2 separate regions of the Mus musculus genome follow, and region 2 is linked to region 1. Evidence: chromatin contacts called from public Hi-C data. All regions are on one chromosome and are shown on one strand. Each heading gives the region's core, a stretch centred on a gene start, on an enhancer-like site or on the middle of the called end of the contact. The rest is flanking DNA. Distances are from core to core; before and after follow the strand shown. Region 1 holds the start of Mafa (v-maf musculoaponeurotic fibrosarcoma oncogene family, protein A (avian)). Region 2 holds the start of Pim3 (proviral integration site 3).

What was found. Hi-C and Micro-C count contacts between places; a contact is called where the count stands out from the background.
Region 2: a Hi-C map of B cells shows a contact between it and region 1, with 7 read pairs. The contact joins the promoter of Pim3 here to the promoter of Mafa in region 1.

The regions. Positions count from the first base shown.
Region 1 is chr15:75,745,853-75,750,452 of GRCm38.p6, reverse strand. Mafa (v-maf musculoaponeurotic fibrosarcoma oncogene family, protein A (avian)) reads left to right here and starts at 2,132. Exons shown (of 1, transcript NM_194350.2): 1 at 2,132-4,600. The coding sequence starts at 2,531. The coding sequence ends at 3,610.
Region 2 is chr15:88,860,182-88,864,781 of GRCm38.p6, reverse strand. It overlaps Pim3 (proviral integration site 3), which reads right to left and starts at 2,588. Exons shown (of 6, transcript NM_145478.2): 1 at 2,030-2,588; 2 at 1,835-1,944; 3 at 1,691-1,741; 4 at 1,234-1,603; 5 at 290-466; 6 at 1-207. The coding sequence starts at 2,114. The coding sequence ends at 20. It overlaps Gm33049, which reads right to left. Exons shown (of 3, transcript XM_006521646.3): 3 at 2,276-2,949. The coding sequence ends at 2,302.

The DNA.
Region 1 (4,600 bases), core at 883-3,382:
TTATCTTTTCTTTTCTTTTTATCTTCGAGATGGGTTTCTCTGTGTAGCCCTGGCTGTCTTGGAGCTCGCTCTGTAGATCAGGCTGGCCTTGAACTCAGAAATCTGCATGCCCCTGTTTCCCAAGTACTGGGATTAAAGGTATATGCCACCACACCCACACCAGGAGTGGAGTCCAGAGAAGGCAGACTGCCCAATCTCATCATCTCACTCTGTACCCTTTTTAGTAAGCCCAAGGCCACATGGGATGCTGTGCCCAGACATGTAGCTCATCCTTAAGTCCCAGAGCTTCTGGGGCTCAGGCTGAGTGTCCTAGTCTAATGCCTTTGCCAGGCTACAGGAGACATAGAGAACTGAAACACTGGCTCTCCTGGTGAGACCTCGTGCTCTAACTCAAAGGCTCCCCTTTGGCCACAGGTGGATCTGATATAGGTTACCTTGGACAAGGCCAGTTGCTTTTCACGGCCTCCTTTCCTCATCCGTAGAATGGGCATGATTACACTGATGGCTGTGGCTACCACCTCAGCACTGTAGAGTCCCAAAGATAGACATTCCAATGGCTCCCCGAAGTCTCCTTTGGAACAGGCTGAGGGGAGAGTTTTGTAGGGGTTTCCTCATGCTTTTTTTGTTTGTTTGTTTGTTTCTGAAGACCAAGCCTGCACAGATGAATATGAAGGTGAGGAGTGTCTGGACACTGAGGGAAGGAGCTGGGAGCTATTTGCTCCTAGCTGCCAGGCATCCCCTGTGAAATAGCAGGCACCTGTAGAGGGAGTAGGCAAAGCCCTTGGCACCATGACATCCTGGATAGGTATCCTGTGAATACCCTTTCAAACTTTTTCCACCTTGTGCACAAATGGTTTATATTTAAGAATCGATTGATTGATTGATTGATTGATTGACTGATTGATTGATTTTTAGTTTTTCGAGGCAAGATTTCTCTGTGCAGACTTGGCTGTCCTGGGACTTGCTCTGTAGACCAGGCTGGCCTTGAACTCCCAGAAATCTTCCTGTCTTGGGAGAGCTGGGGCTAAAGGCCTGCACCACCATTGCCCGTCTATTATTTTTAATAGTCAACGGCATATAAGATTATAGATAACAGAGAGGAGAAAACCGCACTCTGGGTCACATCCAGCTGTTGTTCGTGAATGCACGCCCTTTCTATCTTCGGTTGGGATCTGGAATTCTGGAGGAGGGAGGGGAGGGGAGGGTGTCACAGAACTCACATCTTGTCACCCACCCTCCCTGTTGTCCTTGTGGCTTTCTTTTGCTCGGAAGCGGCCTCCTACTAGGTGTGTAGAGACATTCAGCAAGTGTGACGGTGGCAATCTGCTTGCCACTTGTCACTCCAACTTGCCCCCACCCAGCAAGGCTCCTCCAAACCGCCCTGGTGGGCAGCTGGGTCTGAGATTCCTTGTGGGCATTTCTGCAGGCGTCCAGACCCATCAGCCCCATGAATTCAATTCAGAGAAATGGGTTCTCTACGCAGGGAGTACCCGAGACCTGCTCCTCTAGCCCCGTGGTGGCCACAGGCGTCTGTCCCACTCCACCTACCACAACGCTCAGAGGCCTGCGGTTCCACCGTGCATCCCGCCGCCCGAGGTGCCAGCAACTTTGTTGACTGAATTCCTGAACCCATCCCAACCACAGGATAAAAATAGCTGGCGCTCCCGGGCAGCTCGGGAGTCACCGGTGTCAGGATAGTTAGAGGTCCCCATTCTGGAGACTCCAGGCCACTTGGGCCTGGTGCGGGACACAGCCAGCTAGACCACCTAATGGATCTGAGACACCGAAGGAGTACCCTGGACGAGGGCCTCCTCAGCTTCCCTGCACTCTCTGGCTTTACGATCCTGGAACCTCAGAATCTGCCACTTGGTCTCGCGCCCTCTGCTGTGCAGTCCCATGCGGCGGCCACCAGGGGGCCCTGCCCACTCCTCTTGCCGACGGCCCTTCCCCACCCCTTCCCACAGCTGTTTCCCGCAGGAGATTGACAGCTGGGCTCCGGGTTGCCATGGGGATAGGCAAATGAGGGCGGCAGGTCTGGGGCTCCGATTGGCCCGGGGGCGTCGGCCCCCACCTGGGGAGGCGGGCCCAGAAGCGCGTCTCTATAAAGGCTTGTGCGGCTCTGCGCCGGGCCGAGGGAGGCGGGGCCGGCCGGCAGCGCGGGTGGGGCGCGGGGCGGGGCCGGGCGGGAGAGCCCGGAGCGCGGCTGAGCCCGGGGCGCGGCCTCTGCACCCTCCAGGCCAGGACCGCGGAGGAACAGAAGGAGGAGGAGGGCAGGATTGGGGGCCCTGCGCCCGCTCGTAGCGGGCCGGGGGGCCACCCGAGAGGCCTGGCCGGCGGCGTCCCCTGAGCACAGCCCAGAGTTGACAGCAGGAAACTTTTGCTGCTGCGCCCTTCGGCGGCGCGACCAGAGCCTGAGCCCACCGCGGCCCGGGGGGGAGCTAGGGGGAGAGAGGCCCGCGGCTCCCCCCACGCTCCCCCGCCGCCCGTCGGGGCGCGGCCGGGCGCGGCGGCGGGGCTGGGGCCCCGGGCGATGGCCGCGGAGCTGGCGATGGGCGCAGAGCTGCCCAGCAGCCCACTGGCCATCGAGTACGTCAACGACTTCGACCTGATGAAGTTCGAGGTGAAGAAGGAGCCGCCCGAGGCCGAGCGCTTCTGCCACCGCCTGCCGCCCGGCTCGCTGTCCTCGACGCCCCTCAGCACGCCCTGCTCCTCGGTGCCCTCTTCGCCCAGCTTCTGCGCACCCAGCCCGGGCACAGGCGGCGGCGCGGGCGGCGGGGGCAGCGCGGCTCAGGCCGGGGGCGCCCCGGGGCCGCCGAGTGGAGGCCCCGGCACTGTCGGGGGCGCCTCAGGAAAAGCGGTGCTGGAGGATCTGTACTGGATGAGCGGGTACCAGCACCACCTGAACCCCGAGGCGCTCAACCTGACGCCGGAGGACGCGGTGGAGGCGCTCATCGGCAGCGGCCACCACGGCGCGCACCACGGCGCGCATCACCCGGCGGCTGCTGCGGCCTATGAGGCCTTCCGGGGTCAGAGCTTCGCGGGCGGCGGCGGCGCGGACGACATGGGTGCCGGCCACCACCACGGCGCACACCACACTGCCCACCATCATCACTCTGCCCACCATCACCATCACCACCATCACCACCACGGAGGCTCTGGCCACCACGGCGGAGGCGCGGGTCACGGCGGAGGCGGCGCAGGCCACCACGTGCGCTTGGAGGAGCGCTTCTCCGACGACCAGCTGGTATCCATGTCCGTGCGGGAGCTGAACCGGCAGCTCCGCGGCTTCAGCAAGGAGGAGGTCATCCGACTGAAACAGAAGCGGCGCACGCTCAAGAACCGCGGCTACGCGCAGTCGTGCCGCTTCAAGCGGGTGCAGCAGCGGCACATTCTGGAGAGCGAGAAGTGCCAGCTCCAGAGCCAGGTGGAGCAGCTGAAGCTGGAGGTGGGGCGTCTGGCCAAGGAGCGGGACCTGTACAAGGAGAAATACGAGAAGTTGGCGGGCCGGGGCGGCCCCGGGGGCGCGGGCGGGGCCGGCTTCCCTCGGGAGCCCTCGCCAGCGCAGGCTGGCCCCGGGGCGGCCAAAGGCGCACCCGACTTCTTTCTGTGAGTGCCGGACCCTGGGCCTCGCCACGGCCGGGGACAAGTTTGCGCAGGCCGCCCCGGTCTCGGTTCAGACTCTGAGGCCCGGGACGCGCGCTCCGGCGGTGCAGCCGCAGCTGCCGGGGTCCTCCTGTCCGCCCTGCGCACCCCGCCGCCAAGCCCCAGCTCCAGGTACCTACCGCGGTGCGCCTCTCCCGCCGGGCCCCGGTCCGAGCGTCTTCGGGGTCGCCGGCTAGACTTTGCCGGGGTCCCTCGGCGCCCCGGGAACGGTGATTGCTTAGGGAAGTCCGAGCCAGGTCTGACTTCCTCGGCAGCGTCCACTTGTACAGACGTGGAGCGCAGTTCTGCGTCCCAACCTCCGCCCAGCCGCAGCGGGGCCGCGCCGCCACCAGCTCCCGGTAGCCTCCGCCGGCCCCGCGCTCCTCTGTCGTCTTTCTTTCTGCCTCCGTTTACTTGCTCTGTTTTTACTCCTCCTCCTCCTTTTTAAAGCAGTCATATTTTCGCAACATTAATATTTATTTTGCTTGGTAATTAGAAAACCCGGAGGAACCCCCTGGTCCCCGTGCGCCCTCGGAGGTCGGCGAGTGCCCGCATGTGCCCTCCTCGCTCATTCGCTCTGAGGGGTCCGGCCCTGCCTGCCTTCCAGCCCGCTTGTCCCCACCCTGTTCGCTGCTCCCTGTAGAGGAAGCCGAGGAACTTACCTGCGTGTTGGTCCCACTGTCCTGCTATACTCGACTGGGGGAGGGGGGTGGGGGGTGGCCGTGCTCAGCCGGGTTGGGGCTGGCCCGGACTCCCGCGCTGCTATTTCTCTATGCACCAGATCGTATTTATGACTCTTGGGGAAATATATCTTATTTTAACCTTCCAGAGAAGCGAAAGAATTTAAAAAGTAATGCACAGTTCTAGAAGAAAAAATTTTTAAAGAGGAGGCTTAGGCCTGAACCTCCTGGCATGGGCGGGTGGAAAAGTGTTTTTATTTAATTTAAATTGTGTTTCG
Region 2 (4,600 bases), core at 1,339-3,838, about 13 Mb before region 1:
CCCAGGCCCCTTCTCCTCCTCACAAGCTCTCACTGCTGGAAGTGGTACTGGCTCCGTCGTCAGTATCCAGGGCACAAAGCCGAAGGTCACAGTTCTCTGGAACGCTCCCCTCTGTCCCCAGCATCCAGGGGTGGGCAGCAATTTGGTCCAGGGAGGGCCTCTCTGAGGGCCTCAGGGAGAGACACCACTCAATAAGCTGCTGGCACTCTGCAGAGAGAACAGGGGGTCAGAGTCCTGCTGCAACACTGCCCTGCCCCCAACACGGCCCCAGCCAGCTTCTACAACACACCTGGGGAGACCCTCCTCCGGAAAAAGAGCCTGCCGCGCAAGATCTCCTCATCCTGCTCAAAGGGAATGTCCCCACACACCATGTCGTAGAGCAGTACACCCAGAGACCACACAGTGGCAGACCGCCCGTGATATCGGTGATATCGGATCCACTCTGGGGGGCTGTACACACGGGTGCCTGAGGGAAGAATCGGGATTAGGTACACATCAGGATATATACACACTGGGGGGTGAACACACTGAACAACGGGCCTTCATTAGCTCTCAGCCAGCCTCCATGGGGCCTCTGAGAATCTTGCTTGTCATCACCCTGGAAAAACCCCAACACAGCTGCAGGCGGGACTCAGGAAAGGAGGGACATGGAGGGCAGGGGAGGAACAGGAGTGAAGGGGAGGTGAAGGCCCACCCCTAACAGGCCCCAAGGCAGGAGCGCGTCACATGAGCTCCGGCTCCAGTTTCACAACAAACAGATACAACGTAAGCCACTGGGAACCAGGCCTGGTGTTCTAGCTCCTCCCGCCCCGGCTCGCCTTGCTCAGCTCTGCAAGGCTCGGAAAGGGGAGGAGAGGAGCTTAGAAAGAGGAGGGGCGGGAGAGATGGGAGGAGGGAGGAGAGGAGTGGGGGAGCCCCGGCTTCCCCGCGCTCCGCAATGCGGGGATTTCTACTGCGGCGCCCCCGCGCTCCGCACGCACGCACGCACGCAAGGGAGGCCCGCGAGCGCCCTCCCCGGCACAGGGAGGGGCCACGGCGCCGAGGCGGCTGGCGGGGGCCCTGCGTCACGCGCGTATCGCGGGTCTCCCTGGCTGCCACCCACCGTCCCCAGACCCTGCGCCCTCACACCGCAGAGGGCTACCCCGGTGTCCCCAGTCCCCCCCACCCCTCCCGTAAGCCAGGCGTGGCGCGTGGCCGCCTAACAGTCGCCGGAACGCCGCACCACCTGCTCACCATCAAAGTCAGTGTAGACCGTGTCCTTGAGCACCGCGCCCGAGCCGAAGTCGATGAGCTTCAGCTCTCCCGAGCGCAGGTCCACCAGCAGGTTCTCGTCCTTGATGTCGCGGTGCACGACCCCACAATTGTGGCAGTGCCGCACAGCGGCAAGCACCTGCGCGAAGAAGCGACGCGCCAGCGGCTCGTCCAGGGCGCCTCGTTCAGTGATGAAGTCGAAGAGGTCCTGTGCCGGCTCGGGTCGCTCCAGCACCAACAAGAAGCCGTCGGGCCGCTCGAACCAGTCCAGCAAGCGGATGACGCCGCGCGCGCCGCCCGCCGCGCCCACCTTGCGCAGCAGCACCACCTCCAGGGGCACGGCCACTCCGCCCTGGGGGACAAGGCGGTCATCGGACAAAGCCAAGGCAACCCACACCCGCATGCCCCGCACCCGCACGCCCCGCACCCGCATACTTACGAGACTGCCCCACTCGGTCACCCGCTCCTTCACCACGTGCTTCACAGCCACCTGCGGGGAAAAGAGGGGGCGACACGCGAGCGGTCAGACGGGCGGCCGAGCGTGGCGATCGTCCACGCGGGTGCGCCCGGAGCCACGACTCACCGGGAGTCCGTCGGCGATGCGGCTGCCCGCGTAGACCGTGCCGAAGCCGCCGCTGCCCAGCACGGCGCCCACCTGGTACACCTTCTCGAAGCTCTCCTTGTCAGCCTTGGCTGTGGGACAAACAATCGGGTTGATGATGACCCAAAGCCACCCCCCGGCCCCCGCCCAGGCCCCCTCCCTGGTCCCCACACATACCTGGCTGTAGGATCTTCACTGGGAGGTGGTCCACGCCGCCAGGCCCGCAGAGGTGCGCCAGGGAGCCGAACTTGGACAGCAGCATCGCGGGTGGCCTCGCGTGCGGTGCCGCCTCTGACCCGTCCGGCAAGGACGCGGGAGGGCGGTCTTCCTGACCGCAGACAGCGCGGCGGATCCCACGGCCCCGAGGCCGAGCGCTCAGCGGGGCAGCCGCGCGGCGCAGTTGCCCGGTGGCCGCGCGAAAGCGCGTAGACGGCAGCTGGCCGAGCAGCTCACACGCCCCGGCCGCCTCGCCCCGGGGTTTTGGACCACGGAGATGTGTATCCTTCCGCGGAGGCGGGGCCGCCTGAAGCTCCGCCTCCTTCCGCCCGAGGCTCGCTTTGCGGTGTGGCTGTTTTGAGTCTCGCAGGGCGGTGCTGGGGAAGCCGGACGCTCCCTGTCGTTTCACCAAGGGCTGGTGGCGCGCGGGGACGACGACCCGTCCGGACTAGCTTGCCGTAGTAGAGTCGCGGAGGTGCACGGCGTTCCGCGGCTTTCACGGCGCTCTCACCCGCCCTGCGCACGCGCAGCTCGCGCGCGGGCGGCGGCCCCCTTATGTCTCCGGCAGCGCGGGCGGGGCCGCATAAGCCAATGAAAATCGAGGTTTTGAAAGGACACGGGGACTCAGCCAATGGCAGCGTAGGGCGGGGCCTTCCGAGCCTCGCCCCCCAGGCCGCGCTGAGGAAGGTCACTCTCCGGCTCCGCGAGTTACGCGTGTTGTTCCCTCGTTCTTCGTGGGCGTTTGTGGCTGGGGGTGTGCGAGGAGTCGGCCCCCTCTGAGAAGCGGAAGTCCGGGAGGACAGTCGTGCGGCCCTGAGGCCTACGCTGACACTAGCTCTGTGTGCGTCACCCGCTGCTCGCGCGCCACGATGCGCACGTGGCTGGGCGACAGAGAAAGCATTGCCCTCAGACCTCTCAACCCAGCCTCAGCTCCCTGGAGCACACCTTGAGTGTTCGCCCATCAGCTAGGCTCAGATCTCATGCTCCTAGCTGGGTACTTATGAGAGCCTCCTAAACCCTAGATCCTCCCTCCTGGGAACTTGTCCCTCTGCTCTAAGGCCATCTGACAAAGTGTCCCTTTAGCTGCTCACAACTACCAAAGGTCCTTTGTTGATGACTATTATGCCCATAGTTCCGTCCTGAGCAGCTCAAGTAGACACAGCCTACAGCAGTCTCCCTGTGTCCTTTTTACCTATACCTTAAGACACCAGTGAAATTAGACTCAACTGTTGTTGACCCCTGGCTAAGTCACTGACCCAAGAGCAACCCAGGACTTGGAGTTGTCATCTGTCATAGCTGGGTGAGAATGAGTTGAGAGCCATTGCTCCCTGGACTTCAGTTTGATGTCTAAACGATTCAACTGTCGTTCCTGAACTGCTACTACTTGGGGGATCTGGAGCCTGGCTTCCCACTGGCTTATCCATGTTCCTCCACTAACACCGCAATCCACACTTTCTCTCTCTGGAACCTTTCTGAGGCGCCTACTGCCTTGACACTATTTGGGGCCCACCTGGTTTCCTCACCCCCTTTCTGTCTTTGTGGCCTAGACCCTCAACAGTCTGGACACACTCAGGCCCTCGGAATAGGTCTCAGGTTCTTGGAGCTCTGTCTGGCTGTCTCCTAACATGCTTTCCAGGAGCTGACCACATCTGCCAAGAACAAAGCTTTCCATACCAGCTATCAGCAGGGTTTACAGGGTACCTGCTCAGGTGTGGGGGAGGGGCGGGGGTTGTCTGCCTGTGGGTGCTTTCAAAGGACCAGCTAAGAACCCAACAGGGCCTGTGCTCCTCCTGGCCAGGACAATCTGGTTGTATTGGACCCCAGTCTTTCGGGAGAGGGAGGGAGGGATCCTTGAGAACTGTCTAGGTGGGTAGTAAATTCAATGGTGAAGAATGGCTGGGGTTCCCTGGTGTCTCCCTAGAGACCCTCACCCAGCATGTGACCAGGCTGGCCTCAAACCCATAGAGATCCTCCTGCCTCTGCCTCCCCAGTTCTGGGATTAAAAGTGTGTACCAGCACCAACCGGCTCCCAAGTGATTTTCTTTTCTTTTTTTTTTTCTCTCCTGTTTGTTTGTTTTTTAAGACAGGGTTTCTTTGTGTTGTCCTGGAACTTGCTCTGTAGACCAGGCTGACCTTGAACTCAGTGATCCACCAGCCTTTCCCTCCTTAGTGCTGGGATTAAAGATGTGTTCCACCACCACCTGGTTCCCAAGTGAATTTCTAAGCGGGTTCATTCCAGATCATCCTGGCCTTCACCCTGGCTAGTTCCTCTTGTAGTTGGCCTTGGGAGACCAGGACCAGAAAGGACCCCCCTATCCTTGGTCCCTAAACTTCTGAGGGGTGCTCCTGACACCTCGAATCTTCCCATACTAACTTACCTTATGGTGCTGTCACTCATAGCTCCTCTCTCCTCCCTTCCATGGTAGGCTGAGACCCCTTCATTGTACTAGAGGACTTGGGGGTGGGGGTTTATCTTTATTGTGTGGTAGATCAATTACTCTGTGGGCCCGTGTGTGTGTTGAGGACCCCAAA